Regions from separate parts of the Gossypium hirsutum genome. Here region 2 is linked to region 1. Evidence: chromatin contacts called from public Hi-C data. All regions are on one chromosome and are shown on one strand. Each heading gives the region's core, a stretch centred on a gene start, on an enhancer-like site or on the middle of the called end of the contact. The rest is flanking DNA. Distances are from core to core; before and after follow the strand shown. Region 1 holds the start of LOC107914608 (transcription factor bHLH153). Region 2 holds the start of LOC107914613.

The links. A called contact is a pair of places that touch in the nucleus more often than the background predicts.
Region 2: a Hi-C map of leaf shows a contact between it and region 1, with 1.6 times the contacts expected there. The contact joins the promoter of LOC107914613 here to the promoter of LOC107914608 in region 1. A contact is called at or near these places in 3 of 34 Hi-C or Micro-C datasets (callus, leaf and seedling).

What each region holds. Positions count from the first base shown.
Region 1 is chrD10:21,440,809-21,444,766 of Gossypium_hirsutum_v2.1, reverse strand. It overlaps LOC107914608 (transcription factor bHLH153), which reads left to right and starts at 1,724. Exons shown (of 6, transcript XM_041102196.1): 1 at 1,724-2,282; 2 at 3,517-3,640. The coding sequence starts at 2,263.
Region 2 is chrD10:21,704,629-21,708,586 of Gossypium_hirsutum_v2.1, reverse strand. It overlaps LOC107914613, which reads left to right and starts at 2,260. Exons shown (of 7, transcript XM_016843566.2): 1 at 2,260-2,720; 2 at 3,513-3,584; 3 at 3,682-3,749. The coding sequence starts at 2,430.

The DNA of each region.
Region 1 (3,958 bases), core at 475-2,974:
TTAAGGAAACTGTGTTAAACAAGCCTCAACATTTAGTAAATCTCTATTCTTCTTTTCGATTTCTAGTTTTTGTTACCGTATTTATTAGTTTTTGTATCTGATAATTTAAATATAAATTATTCAATTTATATTTTATTTTATATATAAATATTTGTTTATTTATATTTATATATTTTGTTCGCTAATGTGTTTTGTCCAACAATATTTAGGATACTTAAATAAATAAATATTTTTAAAAAAATTAAAAAAATATTGTTTTTTGTGATTTCTCTATTAACTTAGCAACTATAAAAAGAAATATAACTCATTCTGAATATGGTAAGAGTAAAAAATCAATAATCACTTGATAATTTTATTAATGTAAGAAGTTATGCGTTTGAGCGTATTGAAACACATTATTTTTTTATTTATGAATTGAAAAGAGACCATAAGTAATTCTAAACATTATGTCAAAAAAATTATATTTAATTAAAACCTATAATAAATTTGTTAAAATAAATAAATAAAATAACCACTTATCACGCATGAAATATCTAAACTCGCCCTCAAAAAAAAAAAAAAAAACTAACCTTTATTCAAACTTCGTTAACAGACAAATGTCGTAACCGTGTGGGTCCCACCCCTAATCCCTTTAGACCAAATCCTCGTAGACTTTTTTGCGCACGGTCGAACTGCATGCTGGGTCCTACTTACCCCACCCCTCAACATTTTCTCTCTCCATTTTTCACTTCAAGATCGTGAACACCACGCTCTTGATGAATGACTGCCACGTGTGGATAATCCACATTAGAAGATTTGAGAATAAAGCGAGTTTGATGGGAGCGTGACAGAGAGGAATAGCCAGACAAGGCGTGGGACCCACCTTCTCAGAAAAACCGCCGACCTGAATATGGAAACTGCTCTGACAAAGATATACCGTCGAATTTACAAACGCAACACGTATATGCATATTTTTTTTTCTTTTTATGATTTAATTTAACACAATATGCATATATTTAGTTTGATTCAATCAATTATTGGATAAAATTTTTGTTCCTTCTTAATTTTATCCTTTAATCATAATGTATTTGTCTCTAATGGAGTTAGGAAATGAATTTTTTTTATTTAAGCTTAAAAATTTAAATTAATAATAAAATTATATTTTAACCTCTAATAATAATAATAAATTAATTTAATCCTTTAAAAATTATAAAATATAAATTATTAAAATAACAAAATTATATTTTTATCATTATAAAAATATAAAAATTAATTTGACTTAAAAATAATTTTCTAATTTTGCCGATGTTTATCTCGTCTGTTTTTTTTTGTTTTATATAATTTTTCTTGAATGGAATCTTATGTTAAAAAATGATTTAATAGAAGTTTTAATTTCGTAAATTACAGAAAAGGAAAAATGGTGCAAGGCCAAATGTTTTTGGTATTCCCTTGTTTGGAGGTAATTAGGTATAATGAAACATGAAATGGTAAAATTTATTTGGTGAATGTGTGAAATATTGAATATATTATTATCAATTATTGAGATTACGCTGGTGATTAAACAAAGAAGAAATGATGAAAAGGCAGGCCAGCTAAGTTTGAAAAGAGACAGAGGAAGGAAAAAGTGGAGAGATTTCATAAGTCACTTTCAACCTGATTAGCAAATAAAATAATTAAAATTAAAAAATTGGACAATAAATCTAAGGTTAAATCAACTACTCTTCTTATCTATGTATGGTGCTGTGTCACTTTGCATGGTTGGATATTAGCTGTCAAATAAGAAAACAATGAACAAATTATTCATTTTTATTTTTATTCATTCCCCTCCCAAAACCTTATAAAAACGTTATTAACTCTCACTAACAAACCCCATTTCTTCCACTCTTCCTCACTCTCTTTAAGCCTTCACCAGTGTTTAGGGTTTAAAGCTTGCAGATTTTGAACTAAAAGGATTTTGATTGTTCCTTAAACTTTTCACCTTGTTTAGATTCACACAAACTGACATGTTTTTGGCAATAAAGGTCCAGTCTTTTTAGTCCCACAAAGAAGATTGCTGTTCTTTTTAATGTTTTGTTGAAGAAAAGTAGAAAAAAAAAAGAAAAAGAAATAAGAGCTGGCTTTCGGACTTTGGGGTGTTGATAGTTTGGTTGAAGAAAGTGAAAACACTGAAGCAGCTTTTTACTTTGGGTGTCACTTGGAATTTTTCCCTTGTTGAATTTGGGTCTTGAAAGTTTTCAAGTTATAGTACAAGGCATTAGATTTTTGCTTTTAGCTCTTTGGCCAATGCAAACTTTATGTTCTTGGTGAGTTTGCTCAAATCCTATCCTAGTTATTTTGCTTCAAAGCAGCTTTGTTTGTAGTGTTAATTCAATATATATGATCTGTATTGCATACATACATACATTAGCTATTAGCTATCTTATTTTGGGTTTTTCTTTTTTGTATTTAATACTACTCTGTTTTTTCATGAAATTGGAGTTCTTGCTTTTGAGTGTAACCACACTATTGCTTTGTATCATTTGTAGTATACTTGAATGTTACCTTGAAAATTATTTGTTTAATCATAGTTCTTTTAAGTGTCATAATGTTTGATTGGTATCATTAAGTTATTAATTCAAAATGCAAATTGGATTTATTTATGGTTCATCCATGCATGGGAAAATTTTCCATAAACTGGTCCCACAAAAGATCATTCTTTAGATAATCAGGGGTTTCTATTTATTTATACTATGACTACTTAACTGAAGCTTGATGCTTTTTCCACCGTTTGATTATCGTGTATGGAATCAAATGATGTCACTGGTTGGTTTGTAAGTTTTTGTCTGTGACATATTGCTTGTGTTTTTGACTTATTCCATGAATTATTTAATCAACGTTTTTGTATTTTTCCCAATTTTATATGCTTGTTTTTCATTGATTCATGCAACTATTGTCCGTTTGTAAACCGACAGTTAATACATAATTATTGTTTTAAATTATGTTGTGATTAAATTAATGGATGAGATGTTTATAAAATTTTGTATCTATTGACATATAAATGCATGATTATCCTCTGACAAAAGAACGGAAAATTTTTTTCCCCAGTATTCAAACAATGTAAGGGTGTCTGATGTAGATCATATGAATTTTTTTTTTTAAATTATGTACTGAGAATGAGATTTAAGTTCATTGTTATGCTTCAAATTGGATGTATCCTACCATGGATTCTTCTCTGACTAAAATATAATAGTCCACTATGAGTGTTTTTCATATATTTCGAGGGTTCTATTGCATTTAGGTTTGCTTTATATATGGATGATTCCATTTTACAATAGTTGAATGTAGATGATTTCAAAGAACACAATTGTTGATTAGATGATCGTTTACTTTTGTGATGAATGATGTTCGATAATCGCGGTCTTTAAGTCTAGTTAACTTACTGTCTGTAATATCTTCAATGATCCTTTTCATCGCTGTTCAGCTTTAGATTATTTTCGTTGGTTGCATGGTGCTATTCCAGTGTGTGATTCTTTTTTTCCCCTCACTCTTTTGAAGCAGTGAAAACGGGATAGAGGTCAGAGCGATGATGGAAAACAAAAGGAGCCCTTGCTCTGTTGATCATGGCAGTTTCACTCCTTTGGCGTCGAAGCGACAGAAGTCCGACTTATCGATCTCGACAAAGGTTTTTAGCGGCCTTTACTCCCTTTTATGTCTCCTCTATATTTATTTCATAGCTATACTAAAGGAATCCCTCCAGTGCTCGAAAAATGATGGGATAGTCAATTCAGTTTGATTATAGTTTAATCTCCATTAGCTGGGGTTGGCTACATGTAACTTTCTTTGATTTACAGTGTTTCACTTTAATTCGCAGATTGACTCATCCGTTATTTTTTTTTCCTTTCCTAATTTGTGCTGAAAACCTATGCAAACTTTTAGAGGAAAATAGCAAGGTGATGGTAGCCTTTTCTTGGAACCAGATGTATAATTTATATTCGCATGG
Region 2 (3,958 bases), core at 1,011-3,510, 260 kb before region 1:
AATGTGGATGCCTCTAACTCTAAATACCATAATCAGACAGGTTTGGCTACTATTATTCAAGATTCTGATGGAAATTTTATCAAAAGTCATGTGTTCTATTTTTGCAATGTTTGAACTTGTTCAAGCTGAGGTTATGGCTATATATTAGAGAAGCTCTTTTGTGGCTTAAGAGCTTGTGTCTTGATAATATTATTGAATCGAATTGCAAAGTGGTTGTTGATGCTTTGTGCTCTCAAGCTCTATCCTTTTATTGGATATGTCAGGATACAAATAATGGGGCTCATTGTCTCGCAAAAGTTGTCTTATTACTTGCAACCCGAGTTATTTGGAACATTCCCCTTATTATTTGATTGAGTGTTGGTCTTCGAATAATTTATTTTATGTCAACATAGAATTTGAAGGAGTTAGATCTCGATGGGTTGAGGAAGCCTAATAATTCGGGTTTAATTTTCCTCATTATTTTGTTGTTTTATTTCATTTTTTAATAATATCGTTTTCCATAAGAAAAGAAATAATATATTGATTAGTTCAAAAAGTTATGCGTTTATATAAAATATAAAATATAAAATATAAAATATATAGACAAATATATTGGGATTTTAAAATATTTTTATTCTAATAAAAATTATATGCGAGGAGATACTTTGTTTTTCTTCCTTATCCAATTTGTTCTCAATTCCAATAATTTAACATTTAGAAAAAAAAAAGACATAATAATTTTGATTCAAGCCCCACTTGCAGCATCCTTCTCCAACAATTTTCCAACTCACCATTAATAAATCCTCCCATCAACTATACATCAACTAGAGAGAGTTGACAAAACCAAATAAAAATAAGGAAAAGAATCCATTGATTTGTTGTAAATTTTAATCAAGCTTCCCTTATCTTAACAAATCTCCACCCAACTTGCCACGTCTGATTTTCCTAGCACCCATATTTTATTTTATTTATTTTCTGTTAGTTTTGTTGAAAAACTTCAATCCAAATTAACATGATCACACATATTCCCTACTCAAAATTATTTCATCCACAATTATTTTTTATTTTTATATTTTTCTTACTTTAAAAGAAAATGACTTGTTAAATTGTATTTTATAAAAATCGAGAGATTAATCTAATTGAATTACAATTACAATGTTGTCATTAAATCCTTGACCTAAAAGTTAATAGGTTCATATGTATAGAATTGATAAAAAAATCGATAGTTGAATAATTTCTATCTAAAAATTTAGTAATTTAGAGAAATTAAAGCAATATTACATGTAAGATAGAATTTAAAAAATAATTTGTGCTGTTAACTGGATAGGGTCCATTAATCTAGTTTCAAATTTAATCAAAGATGAATGATGAAACTTTCATGTATTTGTTTAAGAAGTTGGAGTTGGATTCCGATTTTAAAATTGTTTTTTAGAATTCATTACCCATCCTAAATAATGATTAAATTTACGTCAAAATTGAGTTATAATTCAACTTAAATGCTTGAAGTTTAACTAATGATATTTTACTAATTAAATAGGATAAACTCACTCAATTACAAAATGATCAATTAATAAATCAAGTTTATCTTTTTTGGTCGTCAACCGTTAATTAGATAATTAAAAGATGACTTGGCAGTTATAAAGATTGGTGCAGTAACGAATTTAGTCTTGATTCTTAAAAATTGGTCTTATTATTTACACTTTGCATAATGTAGTCAAAATTTCAAAACTTAGATTTTATTATTGAAAAACTAGTGATTTAAAAAATATATAAAAATATAAGTTTTGAAATCTTGAGATTGAAAGTTATTTTTTTTAATTTTTATAATTAGACTAAATTATGTAATGTGTAAATATTAAGGACTAATCTTTTGGAATCAAAATCATGTGAATGCTAAAAGTTGAAGTTGTTATCATCTTAATTTTTATATTTGCCACATGCCTTTCCATTCCCTAGTAAATGGTTGGTAATAAAAAAAAATCCGGAGAATTATTTTATAATTTTTTAAAATTAAGTGATGGACAATATAATTTACCCATTTAAATATTTGAATTTTACTCACGGAAACTGGAACTTGACTTTGAGTTTACGCCCGGACCGAACCGGCATGCTAATAGCAATAAATTGCACTTGGCCGAAGTTAAATGGTTTGGTCCAAGGCTCCAAGCTGACCACCACCTACAATACCAAAGCTTGTACAACCGTTTAGGTACGGCAACATATTTTAGTTGGGACAAACTCGATAATAAAAACCCAACCAAAGGTCATTTTCGTCAAACAAAACATAAGTTGGTCCCTTTCGTAAATTCCGCCAACACACCACCTTTTTAAAACCCTCCCCACTTCTCCACTCTCTCTCTCTCTTTCCGTTTATTAAAAAAGAAAAAAACTGTACATTCAAACCCCAAAAAAGTACATTAGGGAGAAAGTGAAAGGAAGGGAAGAAAACAATGGTGGATGATTTCATGGTATGTGTCGACAAAATTATAGCATCTGCAACTTGTTTTGAGTCTTCTTCAGTGAATGAAGGACAACCAAACTCAAATACAGCTGCTGGGAATACTAATGTTGATTTTCCTATGACGAAAGCAAGTGGTGATGGTGATGGTGGAAAAGAAGGAGATGGAAAAACTGGGTATAGTTCAAAGAAGGTGAAAGAGGTGGTGGAGTGTAGGATATGCCAAGAGGAAGATGATTTGCTTTCTTTGGAAGCTCCTTGTGCTTGCAGTGGCACACTCAAGGTCTTTACTTTTCTGGGTTTTTCTCGCCTTCTGTTTTTAAAGTTTTAAGTTTATATTTCTGGGTTTTTTGATTGTATGATTTAGATGACTCTGATCGTATGTTTCATTGGTCTTGCCAAGCTCCTTTTTTTTTTTTTTGTGGTTAGGAGAGGAGTAGTTGTAAAAAATATAAAAAAAAAATTATTTATGCTTTGGTACTTTTTTTTCTTTTCCTTTTGGGGCTTTTCCTTTGACTTTGTAGCTCTAGTGATGGTTCTTTGTTATTGGCTTATTGCATTATACAATTTAATAATAGTAATAAAATACACAACTTATTGCTAATTCTAAAACCGGGCTTTTTTAGGGGCCGGCTTTGTTGGGCTTCAGTTTTGTAGCAATGGTGCTATGATGTTTTCTAGGTAGTTTTATTGGTTTTGGAATGCGAGCATTTCTTGGCATTAGCATATGCCTTGTTTGAGTTTCCTTTTGACTTTTTCTTTCTTCATACGTTATTTCCTAAGCTTCAATATGAAAATTTCAAATGGTGTTCTTTTTCTATTTTTGTAAAAGATTTTAAAAGAAAAGAGAGTATATTCTTACCTGTTTCCTTTTCTTCTTTGCATTTGCATGACTTCTACTAGGTACTCATATAGCCAATACCTAACTTCATTTTTCCTAAAGTTTCAGTGTCCTGTATCCGACATATATGGAAAACCATAGGTTGTTTATATGGTTATCCGGTTTAAGATGGGTTTGTAGTTTTAAATGTTTGAAGTATCTTTTTAACTTATTGTGTATACATTTTTGTTTCAGTTTGCTCACAGGAAGTGCATTCAAAGATGGTGCAACAAGAAAGGTGACATAACTTGCGAAATATGCAAACAGGTTGGGGTTGTTTTTAGCCCTTTTCTTTTAATTTGCATACATAAAAAAAGTACGTGTTTGATGGATAATGTGTACAATATTGCTCTGTTTTTATCAGGTTTTTTCACCAAATTATTCTCTTCCTCCGACCAGAAGCAATCCAGATGTTCTGGCAATTGACATTAGGTAATCCTCTTTTTGGTTAACAGCTTCTACTTCTGTGTCTTTCCTGTTGGACCATAGGAGATATTTGTTCATCCCATTCCTTCTTAAATACAATATCTACGTTTTTTGGTTGGTTTCAACTTGTATGCTCTCGGACAGATTCTCACTGAAAATGCTTGTCACTTCATTGATAGCAGTTGGAAGGCTGTAGTATGACATCCTTGTTTGTG